Linked DNA regions of Mus musculus: regions 1 and 2 are each linked to region 3. A link is a contact called in public HiChIP or PLAC-seq and promoter capture Hi-C data. All regions are on one chromosome and are shown on one strand. Each heading gives the region's core, a stretch centred on a gene start, on an enhancer-like site or on the middle of the called end of the contact. The rest is flanking DNA. Distances are from core to core; before and after follow the strand shown. Region 1 holds the start of Trappc3l (trafficking protein particle complex 3 like). Region 2 has its middle 15 kb from the start of Dse. Region 3 holds the start of Calhm6 (calcium homeostasis modulator family member 6).

Region 1 (4,287 bases), core at 613-3,112, 90 kb before region 3:
GTGCAGAAAGATCCAGGGGTGGAGGCTCTGTGAGTCGTCACCCATGTGGACCGGGGCTTTAGGGTGATGCACTTCCTATGAGCAACCCCTCACCTATAATCCTATGAGCAGTTCCAATAAATTCCTTGGCTTGCCAAGTTGAACTTGGTAGAATTTTTTGGTCTGTTTATTGTTACTGCCCTGTCTGTGTTGAGCGGACATAGTTTGTGATTCCTTGAGAGTAGCCCAACATTTTCCCTGACTGATTCCTCCTGTGGAGAAATGACTCGAGACTCTACAGGACTTGATCTCCTCATCTAAAAGTACTCGTGTCAAATCTTCCAAGTGTCTTTCCCATCAAAATAACACTGATGAATTACAAGGACTAGAGTCTTGGAATATAAACCCCGTGGCATGTAAGTGTGTCTGTCCATATGTTTAATTTTGAAGGAGATTTATTCAATATAGATTTTCGCAGAACTACTCTTCAAATAAGTCTGTGTTCCAAGTAGGAGTTCACTCAACAACTCTTACAACTTAATCATTCTTTCCTGTCTCATACAAAGGAAAATTAAAGTTCCAGAGAGGCTGACATTCATAAGGTCATATGAGTAATGAGTGACAGTGCTTCTCTGAACTCCATGTTAACCCTTCATAACTATGGCCTTCTGAAAGAAACAAGATTATAGTGCTGTCCTGGACCTTTCATGTGTGTGTGTGTGTGTGTGTGTGTGTGTGTGTGTGTGAGAGAGAGAGCGAGAGAGAGAGAGAGAGAGAGAGAGAGAGAGGTGGGAGGGAGGGAGGGAGGGAGGGAGGGTGGGAGAGGAAGAGGGAGAGAAAAAGAGAACCTGAGACTCCAGGACAGGGGTGGTGGTAATTCTGAAAGTGTTTTTTTCAAGTTGGAAATATTTGCGTAGATTTACTGATGGAGCATTTCAAACCCCTCATGTTGCTGTTTTAAATGTCTTAATGTTTGGAATGCTTCAGACTTCATATCTTTGTAATGCTCCATATGTACTGCAGTCACCCACTACAGATAGTGCACATACTCATAGAAACCACTAGGTGGCAACAGAGGAAACCATACATGAAAGCTGCAGTCTCCCTAGATGCTGAGATTAAAGAAGATTCATCATTCTTGGAGTTTAGAACAGCCAAATGAGTTCCACTAAGGACGATGCAGTTCACCCGTTTAGAACCACCGTGCGCTATTCCATCCAGGGTCACATCTGTAGACATGTTAACTTCCAGTTCACACAACCAGTTTTAAACCTGCCTGTTTCCCAAGCCTGGCACTCTGCTCTTTCTTGATCGCATACTAATACTTGGTATGCTGCATGTTGAACCTAAAATTGTGTCTATGCATTTGTGGCTTTTTGAGCTAGAAAACATATTTGTACTCTGCATTCAGAATGCCGTTAATTAGTTATATGATTTAAAAATGTAAAGGTCTGTTTGTGTTTGCCTTTTAGTACAAACTAGATGCGAAAGAACAGTAAGCCCACGCTGTTGTTTCTTTTTTCTTTTTCTTTTAAAAAAAAGAGTGCAAGAGAAAGTGATATAGATCTCATTGGACTGGAGTTGCATGTGGTTAGAAACTACCAGGTGTGGGTGCTGGCAAAAGAATGCAGATCCTCGGGAAAAGCAACAAGCGCTATTAAACCCTGAGCCCCCACATGGCTGTTTCTAATTGCAGTCATTACCTTAAATTTTTAAACAAAAACACAGCTGGAATGAGTACAGAATCAAGGAGAATGATGAAGCATAAGTAAGGTCTGTGCAATTCAGCTTTGCTAGAGTAAAGGAGTCAGAAACAGCCAGAGCTAAGCTTTGGGTTTATTTTTCTCCTGGGAAGGCGGTGGTCTGAATCCTGGTGGAGTAGTGGAGCAGACAAAGGAGAAGTCAGCGAGTCTATCTCTGCCAAGCCACAGAAATTGATGTGCCAGCCAAAAGAACTTGGCAGCAAAAATACAAGGTAGGTGTTAGCGCATATAATTGATTTTAATTATATGCTTTATAATTACCTAAACCCATTAAGCATAAAGGAGAGGAAGGCCATGTTCTTTTTTTTTTTTTTTTTTTTTTTTTTTTTTTTTTTTTTTTTCCCATTTTTTATTAGGGATTTAGCTCATTTACATTTCCAATGCTATACCAAAAGTCCCCCTTACCCACCCACCCCCACTCCCCTACCCACCCACTCCCCCCCTTTGGCCCTGGCGTTCCCCTGTACCGGGGCACACAAAGTCTGCGTGTCCAATGGGCCTCTCTTTCCAGTGATGGCCGACTAGGCCATCTTTTGATACATATGCAGCTAGAGTCAAGAGCTCAGGGGTACTGGTTAGTTCATAATGTTGTTCCACCTATAGGGTTGCAGATCCCTTTAGCTCCTTGGGTACTTTCTCTAGCTCCTCCATTGGGAGCCCTGTGATCCATCCATTAGCTGACTGTGAGCATCCACTTCTGTGTTTGCTAGGCCCCGGCATAGTCTCACAAGAGACAGCTACATCTGGGTCCTTTCGATAAAATCTTGCTAGTATATGCAATGGTGTCAGCGTTTGGATGCTGATTATGGGGTGGATCCCTGGATATGGCAGTCTCTACATGGTCCATCCTTTCATCTCAGCTCCAAACTTTGTTTCTGTAACTCCTTCCATGGGTGTTTTGTTCCCACTTCTAAGGAGGGGCATAGTGTCCACACTTCAGTCTTCATTTTTCTTGAGTTTCATGTGTTTAGGAAATTGTATCTTATATCGTGGGTATCCTAGGTTTTGGGCTAGTATCCACTTATCAGTGAGTACATATTGTGTGAGTTCCTTTGTGATTGTGTTACCTCACTCAGGATGATGCTCTCCAGGTCCATCCATTTGGCTAGGAATTTCATAAATTCATTCTTTTTAATAGCTGAGTAGTACTCCATTGTGTAGATGTACCACATTTTCTGTATCCATTCCTCTGTTGAGGGGCATCTGGGTTCTTTCCAGTTTCTGGCTATTATAAATAAGGCTGAAAGGCCATGTTCTTAATGAAAAAAATTTACCCAGCTAGCTGCTGAACAAAAGAATACATGAAAAGAGGGTGGGGTATCGATTTATTTCATTTGAAATAGATGATACACAATGCAATAAAATATCAAGTATATATGCTATTATTCATGCATTCATATAGATGCTAGGAATTCCTCAGAACCATGTAAATCAGGAATTCCCCATCTCCTTTACCAAAAAGTCATGGCCACGATTAACTGGCTCAGAAGGTAAGCTTTCTCTGTTTGAGTTTGTTGAGGAGAGGGCTTCAGAAGCCGTCAGAGGCTGTTTCCTATTGTTAAGTCCTAAGCAACTATTAATCTTCCTGGTGATGTAACACTATAACTTCATACATTCTTTGATTGTGCTGTTAATTGAAAACCTTATTGAAAAGTCTCTTTGTGGTGAAGGTCCTGAAAACTAATAAACCAATTCCGAGTTTGGTGAGGATGATTCATTTACTAGTAAGTCAGCACAGACGAAATTATAAAACTCTTGGCTCAGTAGAGACAAAGAACTCTCAGCCTCATGGGAATTTTGAGAATAAAATGGATGAGACATTCCCTGTTCACTGACTTTCCTATTGGAGGGAACTGAGTGGCCTTCTACTATGTACATCTACTTTAGCTACTTTTTCAACATTGCTTTTGTAATATTGTATCAGCCCCAGTACACAGTAGATAAAGTAGAGCTACCTTCCCCAGGCCACCTGAAAAAAAGTCACTCTTAATGTTCTTCCAAAAGCAGAATGCCAGTTGATGTCTTTTAGAGAAAGCTAAAGATACAACTCAGTGAAGAGGCAACATAGGTCTACTATCATTCCAGAAAAACTGTATACCAGTGCTTTTCAACCTGTGTGGCACGACTCCTTAAGAGTTGAATGACACGTTCACAGGGGTCACCTAAGACCATTGGAAAACACAGATAGTTACATTATGATTTGTAACAATAGCAGAATGACAGTTATGAAGCTGCAACACAAGTAATTTTACTGGTTGGGGGATCATCACAACATGAGGAACTGTATTAAAGGGTCCCAGGATTAGGAGGGTTGAAAACCACTGCTCTGTATCCATTGATTAACCTACATAACAGTGAATATAAACATTTTATCAGATTATGAATTAGCTTCAGTAGTTCATTTGGTTCAGTTCCTTGACTTCCGCAAGATAAGGCATCATTAGTTCTGCTTTACAAATCAACAAATTAGGCCCCATAGAGATGGTCTGACTTTCATAAGGTTATCATTGGTTGACAGTGAGTTCAGGACAATTTCCTGGCCAAG
Region 2 (4,042 bases), core at 885-3,384, 94 kb after region 3:
AAAGAGACAGAAAGGGGGAGGGGAGAGGAGAGAGGGAAGGGACCAGAGAGAGAGTAGTATTGAGCATGGAGATTTTATCTTTTTAAATGTGATCTATAGAGATTGAAATGAACCTTAAAGGCCAATAGAAACTTGGAAAAATGAGATTATATGTATTGATAAATATCCGATGATGGGACTTAATATTTCCATAACTCCAGACTGCCAGTGTGAGCAGGAAACCTAGAAAAGTGTGAGGTAATGCAATGATGACTCCCAGGTTCAAGCAGCATTGAGATTAACATTCCACAAGTCCTCACCATTCACAGCGGATGAAAAAGCATTGTGGTTACAAAATCAAGTTCCTAAATGCACACAAAACTGAGTGTCCAAACTGCTTTGTAAGGACTTTGGGCTTATTAAGAATAATCTAAGCCAGGTGGTAGTGTCACATGTCTTTAATCCCAATACTTAGGAGACAGAAGCAGGTGGATCTCTGTGGTTCGAGGACATAGTGAGTTCTAGGACAGACAGACAGCTACATAGTGAGACCCTGTCTCAAAAACAAACAAATTTAAATTTAACATCATTTTGACAACTCCATGTATTTCTACAATATAGTGTTTATATTACAACTCACTAGCTCCACTTACCAGCCTCCTACTCCTGATGACTCTCCTTTCTTCCTGAATAACTCTCTTTCTACTTTCATACCTGTTTCATACTGTATTTAATTAGCGTTTCTTGTATAAGCATGGATGGGGTCATTCTACTGGAATATGAGGCTACACCACTCTAGACAATGGAACACCTTCCCCTGGCAACCATTAGCTTCTGAAAGCTCCTGGAGAAAGGGTTTGGCTCCATAACCTCTCACTCCAGACCCATGATGGAATGTTAAAGAACCCACATTTGATGGGTCTTATGTAGTTATCCATAACTGCTAGAGTGTTCAAATTCAGAAACTAGTATTTCATAACACACACACACACACACACACACACACACACACACACACACACACACCATCCACTGGCTCTTAAATTCTCTCCAGTGCCTTTTCTACAAGGTTCCCTGGGCTTTGGGAGTGTGTTATAGATGCCCCATTTAGGACTGGGCACTCAATAGTCATTTATTCTCCCTCCACTTTCCACAAGGTGAGAGTCTCTGAATTAGTCATCACTGGTGGAGAAAGAGGCTCTCTGAACAGGGCTGAGAGCAGTGGTAGTCTACCAATATGAGTTACTTAGAAGGCAGTTTACCTATCTGTCCATTTAGCAAAACACGAGTAGATTTCTGCCCCTGGCTGACAGGCCTTTCTCTCTCTTGCATGTTTTCCTCCCTTGTTAAGCACTACTAAATATTTCAGAAAGCATGTTACCATTCTATGAGGCAAAAATAATGAAGTTTTTAATTAATTAGAAATTAACATAATGCAGCACAAAGCCATTGTGATATATTTAGAGGCTAAAACACATGACAGTCAGTTACAAAAGTAGCCCTTAAGGATTTAAATTTGGGGCTGGCGAGGTGGCTCAGTGGGTAAGAGCACCCGACTGCTCTTCCAAAGGTCCAGAGTTCAAATCCCAGCAACCACATGGTGGCTCACAACCATCTGTAACAAGAACTGACTCCCTCTTCTGGTGTGTCTGAAGACAGCTACAGTGTACTTACATATAATAAATAAATCTTAAAAAAAAAAAAGACTCTAGTACTTTAAAAAAAAAAAAGAATTTAAATGTGGCTGAAGAAATGGCTCAGATGTTAACAGCACTGGCTGAGCTCTTCTAAGGGTTCTGAGCTCAATTCCCAGCAACCACATGGTGGCTCACAACCATTTGTAATAGGATCTGAAGCCATCTTCTGGTGTGTCCGAAGAGAGTGACAGTATACTTACATACATAAAATGAATAACTAAATCTTCTTAAAAAGGAATTAAAATGCAAGTTTGCTGGATCGTTACCATGTTTCTTAAGTAAAGAATGAGAGTTTGACGATCTGAGGATGGCACAGCAGGCTCATTTTCACTTCCATCACACTGCAAACACTGCTCTCAGGTACAGTAAGGGTTAATTTACTGCTGCCAGAATAGCTGGGTGTGGGCCAGCATCATCATCTTGACTTCCTGAAGGGCTCTGGGCTTCAGAGGGAGGGAAACATTTCACATTCCTGCTATAGGAAGTTCTCAGTGGTGCTGACCATGTGGAAGGAAAGAGGGACTAAAAAAACAAGCCCAAGTGTCCTACTAACCACTATGTAGACACAGTATTGACTTAAACCCATGAAGGCAGCTGTTTATGGATGGGCATGAGTCTGCACATTCTACAGAAAATAGCACAATTTAGAACAGAGACTGGAATGTTTTCTAAAGCAGGATTCAGCTTCCCACCACCACCAAAAACAAACAAACAAACAAACAAACAAAACAAAACAACAATCCAGATGATATGCCAGGAAAATCTTTATATAATTAATCTATGTTCGTCATGTCTAAAGTCATGGGAAACACTTAAGAGCTATTTTTAATAGTTTTATGAGGTGAGTTTCACCTTGTGCTTCTGGGTGCCCAGGAAATCACTCTGTCAACCAAGGTGGCTTGTTGTGTTGTTCTGCCTCCTGAGTGGCTCAAGCCACCATGACATACTTTTTGTTTGTTTTTGGAAGGAAAGTTGTAGTGTTTACATTAACAACCATATGTATGTAAAGCATAGCTTATTCGGAGAATAATTAATGAAGGTCTGAGATGTGGAGTCTTATCCTCTGCTGTTTAAGGAACTGTACTGAATGTCAGCCAGCTTTTGACTCCTAGGTTCTTGGTTCATTACGTGAGTAGACTCTATATCAGTGAGTCTTTGCATTATGTTTTCCTTAAGATTTATTTATTTATTTTATGTATATGAGTACACTATAGCTGACTTCAGACACACCAAAAGAGGTTGTCAGATCCCATTACAGGTGGTTGTGAGCCTCAATATGGCTGCTGGAAATTGAACTCAGGACCTCTGGAAGAGCAGTCAGTACTCTTAACTGCTGAGCCATCTCTCCAACCCAGGTCTTTGAATTATTAATTCCCACTCATTGCCTTTTTTTTTTTTTTTGAGAATAATTTGGTAGAATTTCATGATCTTGCAAAGTTAAAATTTGATTTTCATGTTGATTTATACAGAGTTTGCTCAAGTCAGCATTTATAATATAAAAAGAATGACTTTTCTCATGGTGCTTGTTCGGATTTTGTCTAGGCTCCACCCCACAATTACCGGGCAACAGCCAAGCTTGCCTGACTCACTATAAAAGGAGCTTCTTGCCCCCTTTCTTTCTCCTTTCCTCTCTCTCTCTGTCTCTCTCTGTCTCTCCCCCCTCTCTCTCTTTTTTGCTATTCCTCTGTCCTCTTCCTCCTGCTGCACCTCTCTTTCCATTCCCCTCCCTGCTCTCTCCACGTGCTCATGGCCGACCTCTACTCCTCTACTCTCTCTCTCTCTCTCTCTGCTTTTCTCTGTCTCCACTATCCTCTCAACTCCCCTCCCCATGACCTGAATAAACTCTATTCTATACAATACCATCGTGTGGCTGGTCCCTCAGTGATAAGGGATACCTTGGCATGGGCCTGCAGAGGCACCCTTCCCCCACTCCTGACTGCACATCCACAAACACATTCCTCCTCTACAGCAGTGCTTATTCATAAGGAGCTTACATGCAAAGACATATGCAGGTCCCCCAGAAAATGCAGACCATATTGCAATGGCCTTTACATAGTTCTTCACCACATCTTATTTTTAAATGCCTTTAATCCCAGCACTTGGGAGGCAGAGACAGGTGGATTTCTGAGTTTGATGCCAGCCTCGTCTACAAAGTGAGTTCCAGGACAGCCAGGGCTATACAGAGAAACCCTGTCTCGAAAAAAAAAAAAAAAAAAAAAAGGCAAAAAACAGACAAACAAGCAAAAACAAAAAACAAAAAACAAAAAAACAACAAAAGAATATTAGTGCCTCATCAGTTTCTAATTGTCTTACTATTCTATATTCTTAAAACAGAAATCACTTTATAAAAATTGAAAATTAATTTT
Region 3 (4,540 bases), core at 1,719-4,218:
AGCCTACACACTCATGGAAACTGAACATGAAGATGAACATGAAGATAAACATGAAACTCTCTAATCAATGACTACTGGGTCAAGGAAGAAATTTAAAAAGAGTCCAGTGTTATCTGCAGTTAAAATTCTGGGAAATCTATTTGGAAAGGAGAAACAGATTCTTCAAAGTCAAACTAAAGATCATGCGACACAGTTGGCCAAAGAGAATGTTAGATGTTTGAGTGCTTGAAGCTGAAGGAATGCAAGCCTTGCTTAGAGTTTGTATCAGTGGAGGGATATGGACACCAACTCACATACAACAGAAGCAGGAATAAAGATGGAATAGATTGAGCAAATGGCCAAACAATGGCTGGCTCAACTTGAGAGTCATCCCTATGGGAAAGAACCAATCCAGACACTATTAATGATACTCTGTTTTGCTTGCAGACAGCAGCCTAGCATAACTGGTCTCTGAGAGGCTCCATCCAGCAGCTGATGGAAACAAATACAGAGACCCCCAGCCAACCATTAGACAGAGCTCCAGGAGTCTTGTGGAAGAGTTAGGGGAAAGATTGAGGAACACAAGGGGATAGGGACTCCACAGGAAGACCAACAGAGTCAACTAACCTGGTCCCTTGGGGAAGGCCCAGAGCCTGAACCACTAACCAAAGAGTATATATGGGCTGAACCTAGGGCCTGCCCCCACCCCATATGTAGCAGAAGTGCAGCTTGGTCTTCATGAGGGCTCCCCAAAAACTGGAGAGGGGGCTGTCCCTGACTCTGTTCCCTGTCTGTGCATCCTGTTTCCCTAACTGGGCTGTCTTGTCTGCCTTCACTGGGAGAGGATGTGCCTAGTCCTGCAGTGACTTGATATGCCAGTGGGGGTGGGGTGGGGTTCCCTTCTTAGAGGAGAAGGGGAGGGGACAGTGGAGGAGGGTCTATATGACAGGAGGATTGGGCAGAAAGAGGGGGCTGCAATTGGGATGTAAAGCAAATAAATAATAGAAAAAAAACCAATATAATACAAAGGTTAAAAGTTTGTTACAGTTTCAGAATTAAGTCTCAAAACTTGGGAGAAACAGCCTTAAAATATACCAATATTTATTTTTTTATATAAAAGCAACAATTCAAAACATTTTTTTTTTCTGTTCTTGTGTAAGATCATAGTTCGTGAGTGTTAGTCATGGACATGTCATCTACAAAGCCAAGGGCAGGGATCACTGCATCTCCTTCCACAGAGCGGACACTGCCGCTCATTTCTTCTCTGCTAACATACTTGTGCAGCATGCTGTAGAACTGGTTCTTGGGATTGAATGTGTACAACGCTGAGATTTCCTGCCAGTCTTTACTGCTTGGAGTGTTGCATTCCTTCGGCTTCGAGCACTCAAAGAAACATCTAACATTCTCTTCGGCCAACTGTGTCGCATTCTCTGCAGCTTGATTTTGAAGAATCTGCTTCTCCTTTTCCCAATAGATTTCCCAGAATTTTAACTGCAGATAACTAACCGGAGAGAAGCATCGGGTCACAGACTTAACAAGAAGAAGTAAGATAATAACGGCAGCTATCAGAATCCAACCGAACACCTACAGGAAACAAAACAGGAAGGCAACTTAGTGACTTTTGACATTATAAAAATTTAAAAGCCCGAGATAAAGTATTTACTAAACTATTTACCAGCTTTGATAGTGAACAAGTCTTGTCTTAAGCCCTTTAGAAAAAGAACTGTTGGTAGTAATTATCCTCCACCAGCTGGGCGGCGGTGGCGCACACCTTTAATCCCAGCACTTGGGAGGCAGAGGTAGGCAGATTTCTGAGTTCAAGGCCAGCCTGGTCTATAGCCTGAGTTCCAGGACAACCAGGGCTGAACAGAGAAACCCTATCTCGAAAAAAAAAGAAAAAAGAAAAGAAAAGAAAGAAAGAAAAAAACAAAACAAAAAAACTATCCTCCACCACACACACACACACACAACACAGTACAACAACCCTACTGCTGTTTTAGAAAGTCAACAATAGTCCATTAGTCCAAGTCATGTAAAATATACAAAAAAGAGCTCACGTATCACTCCCCTGTAACTGAAAATGTGGGGCTTCTAGAAAGGGTACTCATTATAAAGAGCATCTCCTCCTCCCGCGCCCCGGGGCTTTCTAAATGTGTGGATAGTGTGTTTGGGGCTGGCAAGATAGGTTCTAATGTAATAATGCTTCTAGTTTTCCCAGAATATACAAAATTCACCTGTCCTGAGGCTTTGCTACACAGTGGAAGGAAACACTAAAGAATAACATAAAAAGTACTTCGGCTCCTACTGAGGGGACAAATTTCCCTATTTAAATATTCAGTCCCTGGTCTAGAGAAAAGTCACTGACTTCCTCGCGCCTCTGAGCCTCCCCATCGCTCCCAGAGCCTGACCTGAGACTGAGCCTTGAGCTGGCTCAGGATCTCCTGCATTTCCACCTTCTGCTTGTTGCAGGGAGCCTGCGGTAGCGTGGCATTGCAGTTGGGGTCGCGGCCCTTGCACAGGTATGGCGCCAAGCGCGCGCTCCCGCTGACAGCACATTGGTAGAAAGAGCCCTCGAGCAGCGCCACGGCCACCCAGGTGAGGGGCGCGAATGCCGCGGTCATGCTGAGCTGGGCGCACACGAACGCGCTGCGCAACCCCGAACTGAATCGCGCGCTCCGGGAGCAGCAGCCGGTGAGCAGGCGCCATGTGCGCGCGCTCAGCGCATATCCCAGGAGGAAAAGCGCGAGGGCAGGCACCAGCAGGAACACCAGGCCGTAGGGCAGGTTCCAGGTGGCAGTGCAGGGACACTGGAACACCACTGAGGAGAAGATCTTCTCCCCACCAGCCGTCAGTAGGGTCACCAGGCTATAGCCCAGGGCGTTGCGGTGCTTTCTCTGCAGGTCCAGCACTGCCTTGAACTTTTCCATGGGTTCTGCTCACACTGGACACCCCACAGGCTCTGCTTCTCAGGAAGGTTGAGTGAACCGTGTACTGTACTTTACATCGTGCTTTGAAGCAACTTTCAAAAAGGAAACCCTTCCGGGTTTCACTTTCTTTTTTTTCAATCACACCAGTTCTGGTAAAGTCCCACAAATAAAGTCCCTGTGATCTTTGATCTCCTAAGATCCACTCCACATCCCAAGACTGTAGGGAGCAGAAAAGTCCTGAGCAAAGAGAAGATCTGAATGACTGTGTATCTCAACATGGGCAGCCTGTGAGACTGATTGGTCCATGTAAATTCGCAGGAGCCATTACCCGTACAGGTCACAGTCAAAAGTAACAGCAAAGCTGTCCTTGGGAGTCTGAGTATGTTTATAAACAGTTGACCGGTGCATGTAAAACTAGCAATTGCAGCCTTCTCCTGGAAGTTTATAGGCTGTGACTTCTGCCCTACAGAGATGGCTTCCCAATCTAACCCCTTTTCCGTGCTGTACCTAATATACAAGCTAAGGGGAGACCCACCTGACCCCCGCCTCATTGTGTCTGCATGCCTGCTCCTTTTTCGTTCTTTCTTAGCCCCTAGCCAGCCTTCCAGGATCCAAACTGCAAAGGACAGAGCAGAAGGCTGAGGTCCCAGTCACATGACTCCCTCAGTTCTGGAACGCTTTCAAGAAAACTCCGGTTCTGTTTCTTTGCTTTCCTCCAACCCAAAGTGACCTCTTACAGTGTAGGCAGATGACCAAGCTCGGAAAACTTCTGAATTTTTCTCTATTGCAGCAGCCCTAATGCCAAAGCCAAGTCCCAGTTACAAAAACCCACAACATTTACAGGAAACAGGAACATTTCATTTTTCTTTCATAAGCTAAACCACAGTAAAACTGAGAGTGAGAGATGTCTTTAATCCTAGCCTTTAATCGTAGCATTGGGAAGGCAGAGACAGACAGGTGGATCTCTGTGAGTTCAAAGCTAGCCTGATCTATATCTGGAATTCCAGGGCAGCCAAAACTCTACCGTGAGACCAACCCTGTTCCAAAACAAAACAAACAACAACAGCACAGAAACCAAAGCAGAATGCTAGTTAAACCAAACAGTTTTTAAGTTGAAGCTACATCTAACATGACTCCTGTTTTCATTCCCCTCCTGGTAGTTCTTCTGATACAAACTCTAAGCAAGGCTGTGACATTGAACTCTACTATTTCATAACTCCCAATGAAGTGGAGAAAGCTAGAAAGAGCACGAGCTTTGAGCTCAGGCATTCTGTAAGTCCAGCAGCTGATGAGAAAACTGCATTTGGTGCATGTACATGGCAGAAAGAGTGATCAGTTTGGCAGGTTACAACTTACTCTCCTTTTCCCTGAGAATGTACAACAGTTAACTTTATTGCATATCATTTAAGGCTCCAAATGTGTTCACAGTTTTAGGCCAAGGAATAGGCACAGGCACTTCGTACTACTCAAAATAATTCATATGGCCCTTAGCCCAACACAAGGATGGCATCCACACAGAGCTTGAGTAGATAGTTTGTGAAGCGAGGGAGCCATGCAACCGGGGGAACCAGCCCAGAGCCAGAGAGGCCTAGGCATGTCCCAACCCCCAAAATCTCATTCTGAGACCCGCAGGA

Evidence for each region. Promoter capture Hi-C pulls out the DNA fragments that hold promoters and counts their contacts. HiChIP or PLAC-seq counts read pairs in DNA pulled down with a chosen protein or histone mark.
Region 1: a contact with region 3 is called in a promoter capture Hi-C map of second pharyngeal arch cranial neural crest. The contact joins the promoter of Trappc3l here to the promoter of Calhm6 in region 3. A contact is called at or near these places in 18 of 39 promoter capture datasets (the 3T3-L1 cell line, the C10 cell line, the HPC-7 cell line and 12 more), 1 of 15 datasets of contacts at CTCF or cohesin (pro-B cells), 8 of 484 Hi-C or Micro-C datasets (CD4 T cells, Th1 cells, bone marrow-derived macrophages and 5 more), 4 of 115 datasets of contacts at active chromatin or transcription factors (CD8 T cells, effector CD8 T cells, memory CD8 T cells and 1 more) and 4 of 9 other capture datasets (adipose tissue, liver, macrophages and 1 more).
Region 2: an H3K27ac HiChIP or PLAC-seq map of embryonic stem cells shows a contact between it and region 3, with 5 read pairs. The contact joins the enhancer-like site here to the promoter of Calhm6 in region 3. A contact is called at or near these places in 5 of 39 promoter capture datasets (the 3T3-L1 cell line, the C10 cell line, the HPC-7 cell line and 2 more), 4 of 484 Hi-C or Micro-C datasets (bone marrow-derived macrophages, cerebral cortex, embryonic stem cells and 1 more), 6 of 115 datasets of contacts at active chromatin or transcription factors (CD8 T cells, the HPC-7 cell line, bone marrow-derived macrophages and 3 more) and 2 of 9 other capture datasets (adipose tissue and liver).

The regions. Positions count from the first base shown.
Region 1 is chr10:34,035,735-34,040,021 of GRCm38.p6, forward strand. It overlaps Trappc3l (trafficking protein particle complex 3 like), which reads left to right and starts at 1,863. Exons shown (of 7, transcript NM_001162937.1): 1 at 1,863-1,954. Calhm4 (calcium homeostasis modulator family member 4) reads right to left here. Exons shown (of 2, transcript NM_001081165.1): 2 at 3,050-4,287.
Region 2 is chr10:34,220,292-34,224,333 of GRCm38.p6, forward strand. No RefSeq gene overlaps it. Among named protein-coding and RNA genes, the nearest start is that of Dse, 15 kb to the left of the region's middle. Within about 2 kb of position 2,135, at least 7 of the 459 cell types and tissues checked have an H3K27ac peak or open chromatin away from gene starts, as enhancers often do. A contact at or near this core is called in embryonic stem cells, where this site is marked.
Region 3 is chr10:34,125,004-34,129,543 of GRCm38.p6, forward strand. Calhm6 (calcium homeostasis modulator family member 6) reads right to left here and starts at 2,969. Exons shown (of 2, transcript NM_175449.4): 1 at 2,388-2,969; 2 at 1,064-1,563. The coding sequence starts at 2,906. The coding sequence ends at 1,141.